2 separate regions of the Zea mays genome follow, and region 2 is linked to region 1. A link is a contact called in public Hi-C data. All regions are on one chromosome and are shown on one strand. Each heading gives the region's core, a stretch centred on a gene start, on an enhancer-like site or on the middle of the called end of the contact. The rest is flanking DNA. Distances are from core to core; before and after follow the strand shown.

Region 1 (7,165 bases), core at 2,180-4,679:
TTCATGACCCATGGGATATCTATCTCACACACTTACCTCCCGCATCAAGGTTCAAGTGTCCGTTTGTTCCCATTGGTGTTTTGATGGGCTTCTCATCCTTCATCCCAAACTTCTTGAGGATATCTTGCATGTACTTTGTTTTGGAGATGAAGATGCCTTCATTGAGATGTTTGACTTGGAATCCTAGGAAGAATGTCAGCTCACCCATCATAGACATCTCAAATTATTGCACCATCAGCTTGCGAAACTCCTCACAAGACTTTTGATTAGTAGAACCAAATATTATGTCATCGACATATATTTGGCTTATAAACAAGTCACTGTTATAAGTCTTAATGAAAAGAGTTAGATCAACTTTCCCGACCTTGAGGGCATTTGAAATAAGAAAATCTCGAAGGCATTCATACCATGCTCTTGGTGCTTGCTTAACCCCATAGAGCGCCTTAGAGAGCCTGTATACATGGTCGGTGTTCCTATCATCCTCGAAGCCAGGTGGTTGCTCCACGTACACTTCATCCTTGATTGGTCCATTGAGGAATGCGCTCTTCACATCCATTTGAAAAAGCTTGAAAGAATGGTGAGCAACATTGGCCAATAATAAGCAAATATACTCTAACATAGATACAGGAGCAAAAGTCTCCTCAAAGTCCAGACCTGCGACTTGGGCATAACCGTTTGCCACAAGTTTAGCCTTGTTCCTTGTCAGCACTCCATATTCATCTTGTTTGTTGTGAAACACCCAATTGGTTCCCACAACATTTTGCTTTGGATGCAACACCAAGCTTTAGACTTCATTTCTTTTGAAGTTGTTGAGCTCTTCCTGCATGGCCATCACCAAGTCTGGATCCTTCAAAGCTTCTTCTACCCTAAGAGGCTCAATAGAAGAAAAAATAGTAATGTTCACAAAAATTAGCGGCACGAGATCGAGTAGTTACTCCGTTGCTTATATCCTGTAGGATTTGGTCCATCGGATGCTCATGTTGTATGGTGCCATGGACTTGGGGTGGAGGTGCTTGTGGAACATCTTCTTTCTCCTTGTCTTCTTCTTCATGCACTCCCCCTTGATCAATGCCATCGTCTTTAGGTACCTGTTTCTCATCTCGAGTAGGGGGTTGCGCCAAAGTCGAGGTTCGTGCATACAAATAACCATCTCCCCCGTCATGTGGTTCGTGCATCCACTATCGATAATCCAACTTGAGCCCCCAGATGCATAATCCGGCAAGGTGAATTTAGGCTTGGGGTTTAGGTACCCAACTAGTGTTGGGTTCTATCAGGTTAGTTACATAGGATTTTGGTACCGAAATGCAAGTTTTACCATTCTTGCTTTTGGGTCCCACATTAGAAGCAACAACACGATTAGATTTGCAATACAACACATTGGAAGCATCAATAGTAGAATATGAAATAGAATGAGATGCATTCTTAGTGTTAGGCACATGAGAAACAACATGATGAGCATGGCACCTAGGTCTACTCCTACCATGAGCAAAGGATGGTCTACTAGAAGACACAATCATGGCATGAGAATCGAAAGCAACATCATGACGCATATGATAAACATGGTGATCAATACAAGCATCATGATGAACATTGCGAGCATTACGATAAGTATTCTTAACATGAGCATACAAATAAGCATGGTTCTTGTTATCATGAGAAGAATGTGAACTACTAGCCATAGGGGCTTTTCCCTTCTCCTTAATGAAGTTGGGGGCCTTATTATGGCTCTTTGTGTCCTTGGCTCCCTTATGGAAGGCAAGACCATCCTTAATGGAGGGATGTCTACCAATGGTGCAGACATCCCTTGCAAATTTAATTTTCTCAACCTCATATTTGAAAGTTTTAAGTTCAACATTTAATCTAGCAATTTCATCATTCAACTTAATAATGGTAGAGGCATGATTAACGCAAGCATCAATATCAAAATCCTTACATCTATTACAAATTGATACATGCGAAAGAGAAGAACTAGACACATGACATTCATCCAATTTATTACTCAGATCATCATTAGCATTTTAAAGAAATGGAAGAATGACATGAAGACAACTCAGCAGATAATAAATCATTCTTCTTCTTTGACCATAGAAATTTGGAAGATTGTCAATACCCTCGTCGAGAATGACAGTGCTATCAATGTAGAACTACCATATATATGCACCTCACATCTCTTTCTTTTATTATGAGCTTCTAAATCGTTGTTGGACGAGGAAATGAAACTTTGATATGTGGTAGTTCTAAATAATTGAACTTTAAAATATGAACTGCTCATTGTTTAGTGTTAGTAATTTTCAACGGTTTAATAATTACTCTAAAAAATTAAAACTTTAAATATATAAAACACCCATTGGTGGACTAAAACAATCTAATTAAATTCTATAATCACACTTTGTCCGTCGGAAATAACTAACACTAAGGTGCTGTTTGGTTGGGTGTAAGGAGTGGTAACGACAATGGAATCAGCAGCCGGTGTTATCCGGTGCAGAGTAATGATTACTGCCCTTTGTTTGGTTATTGTGGGCAGCGTTTTCTGTTTTTATGGTATTGGATGACGATAGGTGGGGAGTGGGAATGAGATTCTACAGGCTTATATCTGATAACGCTGTTATCAATTACGGAGTACACTAACCAAACTCTAAGGAACGGTATCAGCTATCCCAGGGAATGGTTACGGGTCTAAAATGGCTGAACCAAACAGCTCCTAAATCATATTGGTGGACGATGCGGGCGCATGGACGATGCGGGCGCTCGGTGGCGGGCATGGGCGCTGGCGCAATAGAGGGGGCGCGGGCGGGCGACGGGTGCGCATGGTGAAACGACGCGACGGCTTGTTGAGTGGCTCGATATAGGCCGGCGTCAGTCGTCAACAGAGAAAGCGAGTTGAAGAAAACGCGCGTGAGGCCGGGAGGAATGCGAATGGTGTTGGCTCGTCCATTTCCTAACTTATCCTATTTCTGAAGGCTTAAACAAAGACCGTCAGAAATTATCCGATGGTTATCAGACTAAACCATCGGACATAATATAATTTCTGAGGGCTTTGTCTGACAGTCATTGGAAATTATATTATTTTTGACAGCCACTATAGTCCGTCAAAAATTACATTACTTTTGACGGTCTCAAGGACAGCCGCTCGAAATAATTGTGGTCGTCGGATTTGCTGTAGTTCTATGTTGTGCTCCCTTGCAATTGCAAATCACTCTTGTAACTCTCTGAGAACAAAACATGTTTGACCAAAGCGGTTTGTGCATATGAGCCGGCAACGCATTACTTTAGCCACCGCCTTCTTATAAAGAGAAGAAGGGAACCAATGGTCGTCATGCATGTCCTTGTCGAACCTTTCGGGAATAATCGGATCCCAAGACCTTTTTGTATTGTGCCTGTGTTTTACGACAATGAGCCAATGATTCAGGCGAAAACGACGGGTCAAGAATGCTGTTGTTAATTATTCACGCTCCATTTCTCCCAGCCCGCGGCTGGCTATAAATAGAGGAATGCGTCGGCCACTGAGCCGCAAACCAAGACTGCTACGACCTCTCATATATATTATCAGAGCTTAGCCATGTCTAGAGCGTTGGAACCTCTGGTCGTCGGCAAGGTGATCGGGGAGGTCATCGACAACTTCAACCCCACGGTGAAGATGACGGTTACCTACGGATCCAACAAGCAGGTGTTCAACGGCCATGAGTTCTTTCCGTCTGCGGTTCTGTCCAAGCCGCGCGTGGAGGTTCAGGGCGACGACATGAGGTCCTTCTTCACGCTGGTTGGTTCCCTTGTTGATATCTCCTCAATTTCTCTCGCACAAAACTGAGATGCGATTGATCAGTTAATCTCTCTTAGCTTACGACGACAGGTGAGTGCATGCATCGTCGTCAGCTTAGGCCCTGTTCCAATATCGCGAGATAAACTTTAGCAGCTTTTTTTTAGCTACTTTTAGCCATTTGTAATCTAAACAAGAGAGCTAATGGTGGTAATTGAAACTAAACTTTAGCACTTCAATTCATATAGCTAAAGTTTAGCAGGAAGCTAAAGTTTATCCCGTGAGATTGAAACGGGGCCTTAATTAGGCCCGTAGTACTGTAACAAATTTCAGCTTTTGCAAGCTGATGATGCCGTTTGTTATTATATATATATTATTGTTGTTGTGTTCTTCAGGTCATGACTGACCCAGATGTGCCAGGGCCTAGTGATCCATACCTGAGAGAGCACATCCATTGGTGAGCGTAAACACCGGCCTGTTTTTTTCATTAATTAAGAGTAGTAAGAAAGAACCAATTGTACATAAAGGTTCAAGCGCATATATGACTAGCTAGTTGACTATAAGGATTACTAGAAGTGCTCCGCGCTAGCTGCTGCACAAATCATTCTAAAAAATGACTGAAGCAGCCAGGTGCACACAGCCACACACACGTATATATAATACGGTTACGCATGAAATATAGCTGACAAGAGAGTAAACTTTGGTCGACACCTCTTTACAGGATCGTCACCGACATTCCTGGAACAACTGATGCTTCTTTCGGTAAGCGCCCCTTCTTCAGTTCATCATCGATTTAATGTTAACGAACTAATTCTAGCTAGACAGGAGCTAATTAAAAATCGAGTCCGTACGCAATTACACATGGATGCAGGAAGGGAGTTGGTGATGTACGAGAGCCCGAAGCCGTACATCGGCATCCACAGGTTCGTCTTCGTGCTGTTCAAGCAGAGCAGCCGGCAGTCGGCGCGCCCGCCCTCGTCCGGCGGCGGCAGGGACTACTTCAACACCCGCCGCTTTGCCGCCGACAACAATCTTGGCCTCCCAGTTGCCGCGGTCTACTTCAACGCGCAGCGGGAGACTGCCGCGCGCCGCCGCTGATCGATCATCACCGCTACCTCTTCCCATGCATCTCCTTTCTCATCGCGTGCATGGCGCATGCAAAATTTATCGATCTATAGCTACTATATATGTGGCCTTTATTACTATTTCCTACAGTATGTGGCTATCGTCGTCAAATAAGAGCTTATGACACCTTTCAGCGAGAGCTAGCTAGCTGACCTGTCTCGATCGATCTGCTAGCAGTCTCTCTGTTCTTCGTTTTTTCGGTCAATAATCAATTAGAAGCTAGCCTCTCTAGCTGTGCATGAATGAGCACTCATGTATATGTAAAGATGCAACTCGTGTGGCACTGTGTGTGTGTGTGACCACCTCAACTCCATCAGCTCCTTCACACGGAGGTGAGGTGAAAGATGCGTGAATCCTGCTCGGAACACGCGTGCTTGACTGGGAGCTAGCTGTCAGCGGTACGGTGCTTGTGAGATCCACGACGTGTCCAGTGGCGGTGACGGGAGATAAAGGCCGTGGCCTGCTGGCCCATGCATGCATGGCTCTAGCTAGTGCTCTCCCCCTTATATTACCCACATTAGGCCTTGTTCGGTTACATGGGATATAATCCCACCATGGATTTAATCCGGGTATAGATTGGGTGAATCCATATCTCACACCCAATCCCATGGTGAGATTAAATCCATCAACAAATCCATGTGACTTTCAAAGCTAGTTATTCTTTTGATCCATGGATTCTAATGTAAACTTGTGCAATATCTCATGGATTTGTTCCATACCTAATGGGCTATGGATAGAATCCATGTCTTCCATAGTTTAAAAAATTCCCAAACCTTTGGGTTATATTCCGGGTTTAACCGAATAAAAAAAATTAAGTAGTCATGGATTATTTTGGGACATGGATTGAGGCATGGATTTAATTCCAATCCATGCTAATCCAGAGCGGGATTGGTGTAAACGAACAAAGCCTTATATTGCCGCTATGCTCTATGCTTGTGTGCCTGCTTGCGGTCCGTCAGTCTACATGCGTTCCTGACCCTTTTGGATTGCTTTATCTTGTATTCTTGTGTAAGTTGTGGCCATTATTTTTCGTGTAGAATGTATATGCATGTTTAATGTACCAGCTGTGTTTTATGTAATATATTCATTAGAATGGCTGTGATCGTGAGGAGATGCATCTATTCTTGCCTTCTTGGCCTCCCTTTTGCACATCATTCGGATGTCTCCATCAGTCGAACACCCAATCAAATTCCACCGAAACACCCTTACGCGCGCTAGCCCATCCAACCGATTGCCCATGCTGCCGCACCACGCGTCCCGCTCAGCCGTCGTTGAACCCACTGCTCCCCGTGTGTAATTAGCTAACTATACTCTAGTCCAGTTCAACCCACCACTGTGCCGCGGCCTACGCCATCTCAACATCTGCAGTTCCTCACCGTTGCGTCTGCACTCATCCGTCACAACAGCCACCTCTTGTTCTCGGCTCATCACACACCTTGAATTCTTGAATGTTTATTCCTCGACGGCTAAAATAAATCTTAAATTGTTGAATGTTTCATTCTTGCAAAATTTTAAAAGCGATGAATGGCTGATGTAAACTTTGAATAGTTTAATATTTGTTTATGTTGTACGTTGTTGGGGACTTGTTCTCAAATGCTATGCATTAAGAACAAGACAACACAAAAATAGGTTAATGGTTAATGCCCTTCGTCATTCGAAGCATTATTTCTCTAAGGATATAACGATCTTCGGACGAAGGTCATGAAGGACGTATCTTCATTATCACAGCATATATCAATAAAAAACGAAGCATATGAAACATGAGAAATAACATGGATAATCATATGACACCATTGATATATCTTTTATTATATAATCATGAATGAATAAGAACAATATTGAATTACATTTGTACCTTCGGCTTGACAGAAGGCAAGGGCACAAGTGTGATGCACGAGCGAATATAAGTCAGCGTGAACAGTACAGGTGTACTGTTCATCTATTTATAGGCACATGATGCAGCCTGTGTAAAATTACATTTATGCCCTTCATGTTTACTATTGACTTAAGAACAATCTGTCAGGGACTAGATAGCCTTTTCTTCCTTAAGTCAGTTCCTTTTTCTGCTACTGAGTTGAAGTTCCTTTGTGCGTAGCTTCGGTGTTGGTTCAGCCTTCGTTTTGACCCTGCTATCCACGTCGTGTATAGCTTCATCCCGAGTCCGAAGGTTCCTGCACATATATTATGCTTAGGAAATATAGTTAATCATGTTTTTTGAGGACCTTTAGAAGGCGAAGGCCCCAAACAGTAGCCCCTCGCAGTATTAATTTGTTATGATAACGA
Region 2 (7,165 bases), core at 2,455-4,954, 110 kb after region 1:
GGGTCCAAAGGAAACTTAAAGCCCCAGAGAAGAAGGCACTCTCTGGTTGCACCTTTGAGTCTCTAGAATGGCTCCTGGCATAGAAAATACCATTTAGACCTTAGGCCTGGAAAGGTCTGGTGTTGCCACGTATCAGGACAAGGGTAGCTGAAGCCCGGACCCCCCTAGGTGTGGTCCGGGCCCACTATCAGAGAAGGCCTAGGAATACCATGTCGTCGCTTATTCCCATGCATGTCCCTTATCCATGCAAGGGTCTAGTGCCGACACGTGGGAAGACGCTCCTGGCATAAGCCACTGGACGATACCTAACGGAAGTTGCTGACATAGGGCCAGCCAACATTAAGTGTGGATGGGATGGATACTTGCCCGTGTCGGTAGCAAGTAGTGTATCCCTGGAATTAAATGCGCGTGGCGCACAGGGCCTGCGACATGTGGGTTTTTACTGTTACCTGCACATTACCGAGGCAAGGGGCATTGACCAGTGCACTGTTTGGGCGCCTTTTCATTATGACTTCTACTATTCTTTATGCATTACCGAGGCATGAAAAGAGACAAGCGGATAAGACGAGACGACACCGCCTGTTACACCCTACGCACGACAGCGTATCAGGCTACGCCGCAACTTACACCGAGGCCTATGTTCCGATTAGATGGGACAAGGTGGTAGGATAAGGACGCTAGAAGATTATGCAGCGCCCAAGAATGGATATGGGCTTGGGAAGACCGAGCGTTGTCAGCTCTATCTGGTATTTTCCCATTCCATATTGTAAATTCCCTAGGCGCACCTGTCAGGGCCTAAACACCCTTGTAACCTTCCTCCCTTGGATTATAAATGGGAGAGCACTTGCTCCATAGCAGCGGAGGTCAATTCACACTTAGACCTTCGACTCCCAAGTTCTCAAGCAACACAACTCACAGTGAATGTAGGGTATTACGCTTCGGCGGTCTGAACCACTCTAAATCCTTATGTTCTTGTATCCATCTGGAAGGTCAGGCTAACACCTAAGCCCACTCCTCATCCGAGGACCAGGGCGGGTGCAATCCGCCACTTGGCCGGAGGATTTGCCCCTCCGACACCCATTCTCCACTCCATAACATTGGGCTTCAAAATATGAGCACTAATAGGAGTCTCCCAACAACAAACTCCACTATGAAAATCACATATTCTTCCACCATGTTGTCTAGCTACAAACAAACATGTAATGTGTTATGGAACATGTAATGTGTTATGTGTACTATCATAGTATTGCTACTTTATCCAATTATTTATGATGTTCTTGAATAGATGATTGAATGATGCTAGGAATTTTGTAATCTTGAATAGATGATGGAATGATGCTAGAAATTTTGTAATGTATATAGATAGATATACTTGACATTTGTATAATGTAGATGTTTAATCTTTATAGGTACGGGTGACCCGAAAGGTGACACATACCCACATGGCTATGGGTATGGGTATGAGTATGGGGTAATTTCATACCCACCAGTGGATATGGTGACCCAACAGAGCTATTTTTCGTCGTGGGTATGAGTATGAGATAGTAATACCCGGTGGGTATTTACCCATTACAATCTCTAAACATGTACCACCACGTGTAACACTTTATGGGTGTTTGATTTGAGGAATCACTCTATCTAAGATGAGGTGTTGCATCATTAGTCTATTCCTTAAAGTTAGTGGGATGACCCTATTCTCATATTAGTATTAACTAACTATAATGAATGAGGTGATGATGGATCAACTCATTACATTCTATAAACCAAACAAAAAAGTGATGAGTGAAAAGATAATGGACTAGCTTATTACTTAAACCAAATACCCTATTTATATGAACCGGTGGCTCATGAAGGGCTATCTTGATGAAGAAATTAAGGAAGCACTCAATTGTATTGGTGATCTTAAGGCACTGGTTCCGATGGCATGCCGGCACTTCTTTACAGGCAATATTGGGATGTTGTGGGCAATGGTATTGTTCATGAAGTCAGGAATTTCTTGCTGGGTCGAGGAATGTCACTGATGGAATCAGACTGGTAGTTCTAATACCTAAAGTACCTACTCCGGAAAGGATAAAGGACCTGCGACCCATGAACCTTTGCAATGTGATCTATAAAATTGCTTCAAAGGTTCTGTCGAATTGCCTGAAATCGTTTCGTTAAACCAAATTGCTTTTGTACCAGGTAGACTTACAGACTTATCTGAGACAACATCCTGCTTGCGTATGAGATGACCCATTCTACGCAGAACAAATGAATGAACAAGGCATGGACCCATGGAACGTTCCGAAGACCAATTACTCCCCGAGGTTCAAATGGACTAGCTGATCTTATTGACCCTATATCTGGAGGGTGGGATAAAGACGTAATCCAAGGAATTTTCAGGAAAATAGATGTGAAAAATAAAACACATTAGGCGTCCCGACGCGAACTGCTAGTTGCATGGCATTTAGATAAAAAGTACTCTATTCGTTCTAATTTATAATTTATTTGACTTTATACGCCAAATTTAACTGACTTGTCTTATTAAAAAACTCTATAATTATTATTAATTGTTATTATGATATTATTTAGCATATAATATATTTTAAGTGTGGCTTTAAATTTTTCACTTTTTCGCAAAAAAAAGTTTTTAACATCAAACTTGAAAAAAAAAGACAAACGAATTATAAATTATAACGGAGTGAGTATCGTTTTTTCTATCAAAATGGTTACTCATGTTCTGAATGATTTATAAGAATGTCAAAGTCCAAGGCAAGCAGGTGAATCATCATCTAAGAATTCTCTACCACGTACCTTTATATGAAAAGAAATTTGGGATATGCACTGCACCCTCAAAGTCAAATAGTTTATTTGGCAATGGATGTAGATACAAACAAGGTGCCCAGTTTGCTGCCTACTGGATGAGGATGGTGCTCATTGTTTTCTAAAATCTAAATTTGTGAGACACCGTTAGAGAGCTCTTTTATTTTGACAACCCCAAGGATATGATCATGTCCCTTATGTCAAGGCATGAATTCTAGCGATGGCTACCGCTTCCAAGTCTATAGAGCCCTACTAACTCTAACTAAAATTTAGAAGGTAGATACTATATTGTTATTATATATTTTACGATTTATATCGTTCATCGATTTTCTAATATAATACTAAATCAATGTTTTAATATAATATTACTTCAAACTATTATATATATCTATTGTGTGTGGTTTAGTAAGATTATATTGATGTAACGGTTTAATTTAGTCTCTCCGCTCCGTCACTGGTTATGTCTACGGAGAATCAAATAACTAAACTTCTAGTTGCCTTACTTCTGTGATGTTGGTGGGATATGAGAACTAAAGCGGATGCTGGCGAAATCGTTAGAACTTGTGACCAAGCAATGTACAGGGTGAAGCATATGGCTGTCAAAACTGAAGCTTTGGTGCCCGACGGTAAAGTGAAGGTTCCAAGTACTATAATAAAGTATTGAAGCCCTCCACACTCCACAGCTTGGAAGATTGGAAATGGATGGTGCTTTTAAAGCTACTACAAACAATGCAAATCGGGTGATTGGGTTTTTGTAATTCGCAATCATAAAACGATTCCAGAGAACCGTAGCCTAGAACGATTCGTGGTCGAACTACTTGTCTAATTTGTATGAGGTTCAGTTAGCTAAAACGATTGTGGGGTGCATTCCTAGACAAACAAAATAGGCCCAAGGCCCAAAGCAAATCGCCCCATTGCAGCCTTGCAGGTGCCGGTAACTTACCTTCAGTACGCAATGCCATCTGTGCAATGTCTTGTAGGTTTTACTGTTTTAGTGGTTTACAAGTAACAGTTGAGCATGGGATCACACATATATACTAGTCATGTGTCCATACATTACTACAGTTTTATATATATATATATATATATATATATATATATATATATATATATATATATATATATATATATATATATATATATATATATATTAATAAAGCATAAAATATATGTTTTGTATTGATTAGGTGCGTGTGAATGTAGAGCCAACAACCAAGATTCAAACACTCGTTGGTACATAATTTCAACTTATTTTTTACATAAACTCTACTATTATAGTAGTAGAGAAGAGATTATATGAGTGCGGGTTGATTCTAATGGTGGCACGGATGGTCCGTGCGTGCGCTGAGTCAGTTATGGTTCCTAGTTTCTCGTGGGATTTGTTACCTAAAACCGCGGGATTAGCTAGGGAAACAGTTTGTAGCAGATCCAGACCTCACCTTTATATAGATGAAGGGCTACAGCTGATTGAACCCCCCAACAATCGATCAAATCAAGTCTATTTCTTGTTTAACTTATGCATTTAGGAGTAGTTCTAGTTTAGTCTTCCAATCCCAAATTCTCCGCTTCTCCTCGACTCTACGTCGATCAAAGGAGTCTAGGTCGGCCTACCGAGTCTAGACAACACCTAGGATCTCTCCTCCCCGACGGGATCCCTCCCGGGAGTGAGATCTAGGCGCCGACGACGACCTTCGTCGCCCCTGCGTACGTGCGGACCGTCCAGCCTGTAGGTGCGGACCGTCCGGCACGTCAGGCAAGGAACTCGAGTCCTGCGTCAGGTCGTGGACCATTCGCGCCTGTGCAGAGGGCACCGCCGCCGGTTCTCAATGCAGTGATTGGCGCCCGAAAAGGTGTCAACGCACTTTTGGCGACTCCGCTGGGGACAGGTGTTGAAAGTCTAATGGCCGATGAGCAACAGCAATATGCGGACTACATGCGTCAAGCGAAGGAGAAATTCTTTTCACAATACACGGTGGATCGCCACCAGAAAGTTGTCAAACATGGAGAGACCGACGTCGCATCTCTTCTATCTTCGCTTAAGTCCCCAACGTAAGTAAACCCGACGACATCCAATCTATTAAACAGTATGTAGATCATCATCAAAATCAAATGAAACAACATATTGGAGGGTTAGAAGACTCAATTAGAAAATTAACGCATACGTTGGAAAAGTCTGTTGCTCCTAGTTTTCCATCATACGAAACTAGTAATAGGGTATTTATGTCTGATGCATCAGCAACAAATGGGGATTCGCAACCCCAGCCTTTATATGGTATGTCGATGAACTCATATTCAGGGCAAATACAATCATCGTCGTCCCTACTTGGTAGATCGGCGCTCCTGAACACGGTCGGATCGTCCGAGCTTCTGCACAGACCGTTCGGTCCATATGCGGACCGTCCGGCTTGCTCTGCCAGACAATCCGAGGCCGCCCTAGGACCACTGCCGTCCCTGCTTGACAGATCAGCGACCCTGGACGCAGTCAGACCGTCCGAGCTTCTACCCGGACCGTCTGGCTTTCCCTGCCGGATAGTCCGAGGTCGCACCAGGACTACCGTGTGGCGTCCCGATAATGGCGAACACAACCAGTCAGTTCGGATTTACCACCGGACAAACTGGGTACACATACGCAGAACCTGTTGTTGCGCACTATGCACCCAATTATTACACACCATAGCAGCAATATGTTTCGTACCCTACATATTTAAATCATAATGCTCCATACAATCACAGACCGATCAACACTATCGATCGGTCACAGCAAGAAGGTCGGTATACTAATGCCCGACTAAATGAGCCCCACAGCCCAGGATCCGGTAGTCTGCCACCGGGTGCAATGGAAAAAATTATGGAAGAGATGGCCGAACTATTTCGAGATAAGTTCGGAGTTAGTGTAGCCAAAGTGGGGCAATCATACCAAAAGTCATATAATCACCGGTTTGACACTGTTCCATATCCACAAGGGGCAAGGATACCAGAATTTTCTAAGTTTTCTGGTGAGAATGGGAGAAGCACACACGAACACATAGGCCAGTTCCTAGCACATCTAGGCGAATTGGCTGATGGAGAAGCGTTTCGTGTTCGGTTATTTTCTGTATCCCTTACTGGTACCGCTTTTGCATGGTACGTCGCCCTGCCTTCTAATTCCATTAATTCCTGGAATGAGTTAGAAAGTAAATTTCATGAACATTTCTTTGCCGAGGAATATGAATTAGGGCTAGCTGACTTAGCTTCAGTTCGACAAGGACGCGAATAATCGGTTAATGATTATATCCGGAGGTTCCGGGACACTAAAACCGATGCTTTCAGATCTATGTCGCAGACAAAGAGCTAGCAGGGCTAGCTTTTAATGGGTTGCTATCCTACTTAAGAGACAAATTAGATGGGACCCAGTTCTTTTCGATAGCCCAACTACAGCAGCGGGCTTTAGCCTGTGAAAGTCGATTTAAAGAGACACCAAAATCGGCCACACATACAATACATCTAATAGAGCGTGATAGTTCAGATGATGAATCCGCAGATGTATATACCGTTATTTGGCCAACAAAGGCCAAATCTTTGGCATGTTCTTCCTTACAGCCGGTTCAAAAGAATCAGCAAGAAGAGATTAAATTTACCTTTAATGTTGCCAAATGCGATAAGATATTTGACGAGCTACTTAAAAATGGCAACATTAAATTAACTCATAATATCCCTACTATAGATGAATTAAAGAGACGTGCTTATTGTAAGTGGCATAATTCTTTTTCTCATGCCATCAATGACTGTAATGTTTTTCGTCGACAGGTACAATCGGACATAAATGAGGGTTGGTTGTCTTTTCAGGAGATGCAAGTGGACACACAACCATTTCCTGTTAATACAATAGATGTCGCATGCGAAAAGGTCTTAGTTCGGCCCGAAATGGCCGATAAAGGCAAAAGCAAAGACATCATCATTGGCGATCTTCGCACGTCAAATATATCGCAGAAGGAGGTTGCTCGAAAAGCTCTGGACAATAAGACTAACAAGTCCAGAGGCGCCGGGGGTAGACACAATTAAGGAACCGAGCACGACAACCTGACCTGAGCATCGTGGATGGTCCGGCACCTACGTGCGGACAGTCCGATGCTCATAAAGACGGTCCGGCTGGCTCAGCCAGACAGTCCACCCATGGCCAGAGGCATCAACGTCCACACAAAGCAAGGAAAGAGACGCGAGGGCAAAGCCAACATGACGCACATGGTCGGCTGGTAAAAGATGGCCCTACTTTCGATCAATTGCTAGCCAAAAATGCTAGCAAGAAGACTGTTCCAAGTGATCGGTCAACGAAGAAACCCCGGTCACCTGCTAAAATGAAACGGCTGAACAAAATGGCCCAAAA

What was found. Hi-C and Micro-C count contacts between places; a contact is called where the count stands out from the background.
Region 2: a Hi-C map of ear shows a contact between it and region 1, with 2.3 times the contacts expected there. The contact joins the enhancer-like site here to the promoter of LOC100127515 in region 1. A contact is called at or near these places in 3 of 25 Hi-C or Micro-C datasets (ear, tassel and an unstated tissue).

The regions. Positions count from the first base shown.
Region 1 is chr2:59,774,572-59,781,736 of Zm-B73-REFERENCE-NAM-5.0, forward strand. LOC100127515 (ZCN4 protein) reads left to right here and starts at 3,430. Exons shown (of 4, transcript NM_001112772.1): 1 at 3,430-3,760; 2 at 4,153-4,214; 3 at 4,479-4,519; 4 at 4,629-5,104. The coding sequence starts at 3,560. The coding sequence ends at 4,855.
Region 2 is chr2:59,884,132-59,891,296 of Zm-B73-REFERENCE-NAM-5.0, forward strand. No RefSeq gene overlaps it. Among protein-coding and RNA genes, the nearest start is that of LOC100275911, 40 kb to the right of the region's middle. Within about 2 kb of position 3,705, at least 3 of the 20 cell types and tissues checked have an H3K27ac peak or open chromatin away from gene starts, as enhancers often do. A contact at or near this core is called in ear and tassel, where this site is marked.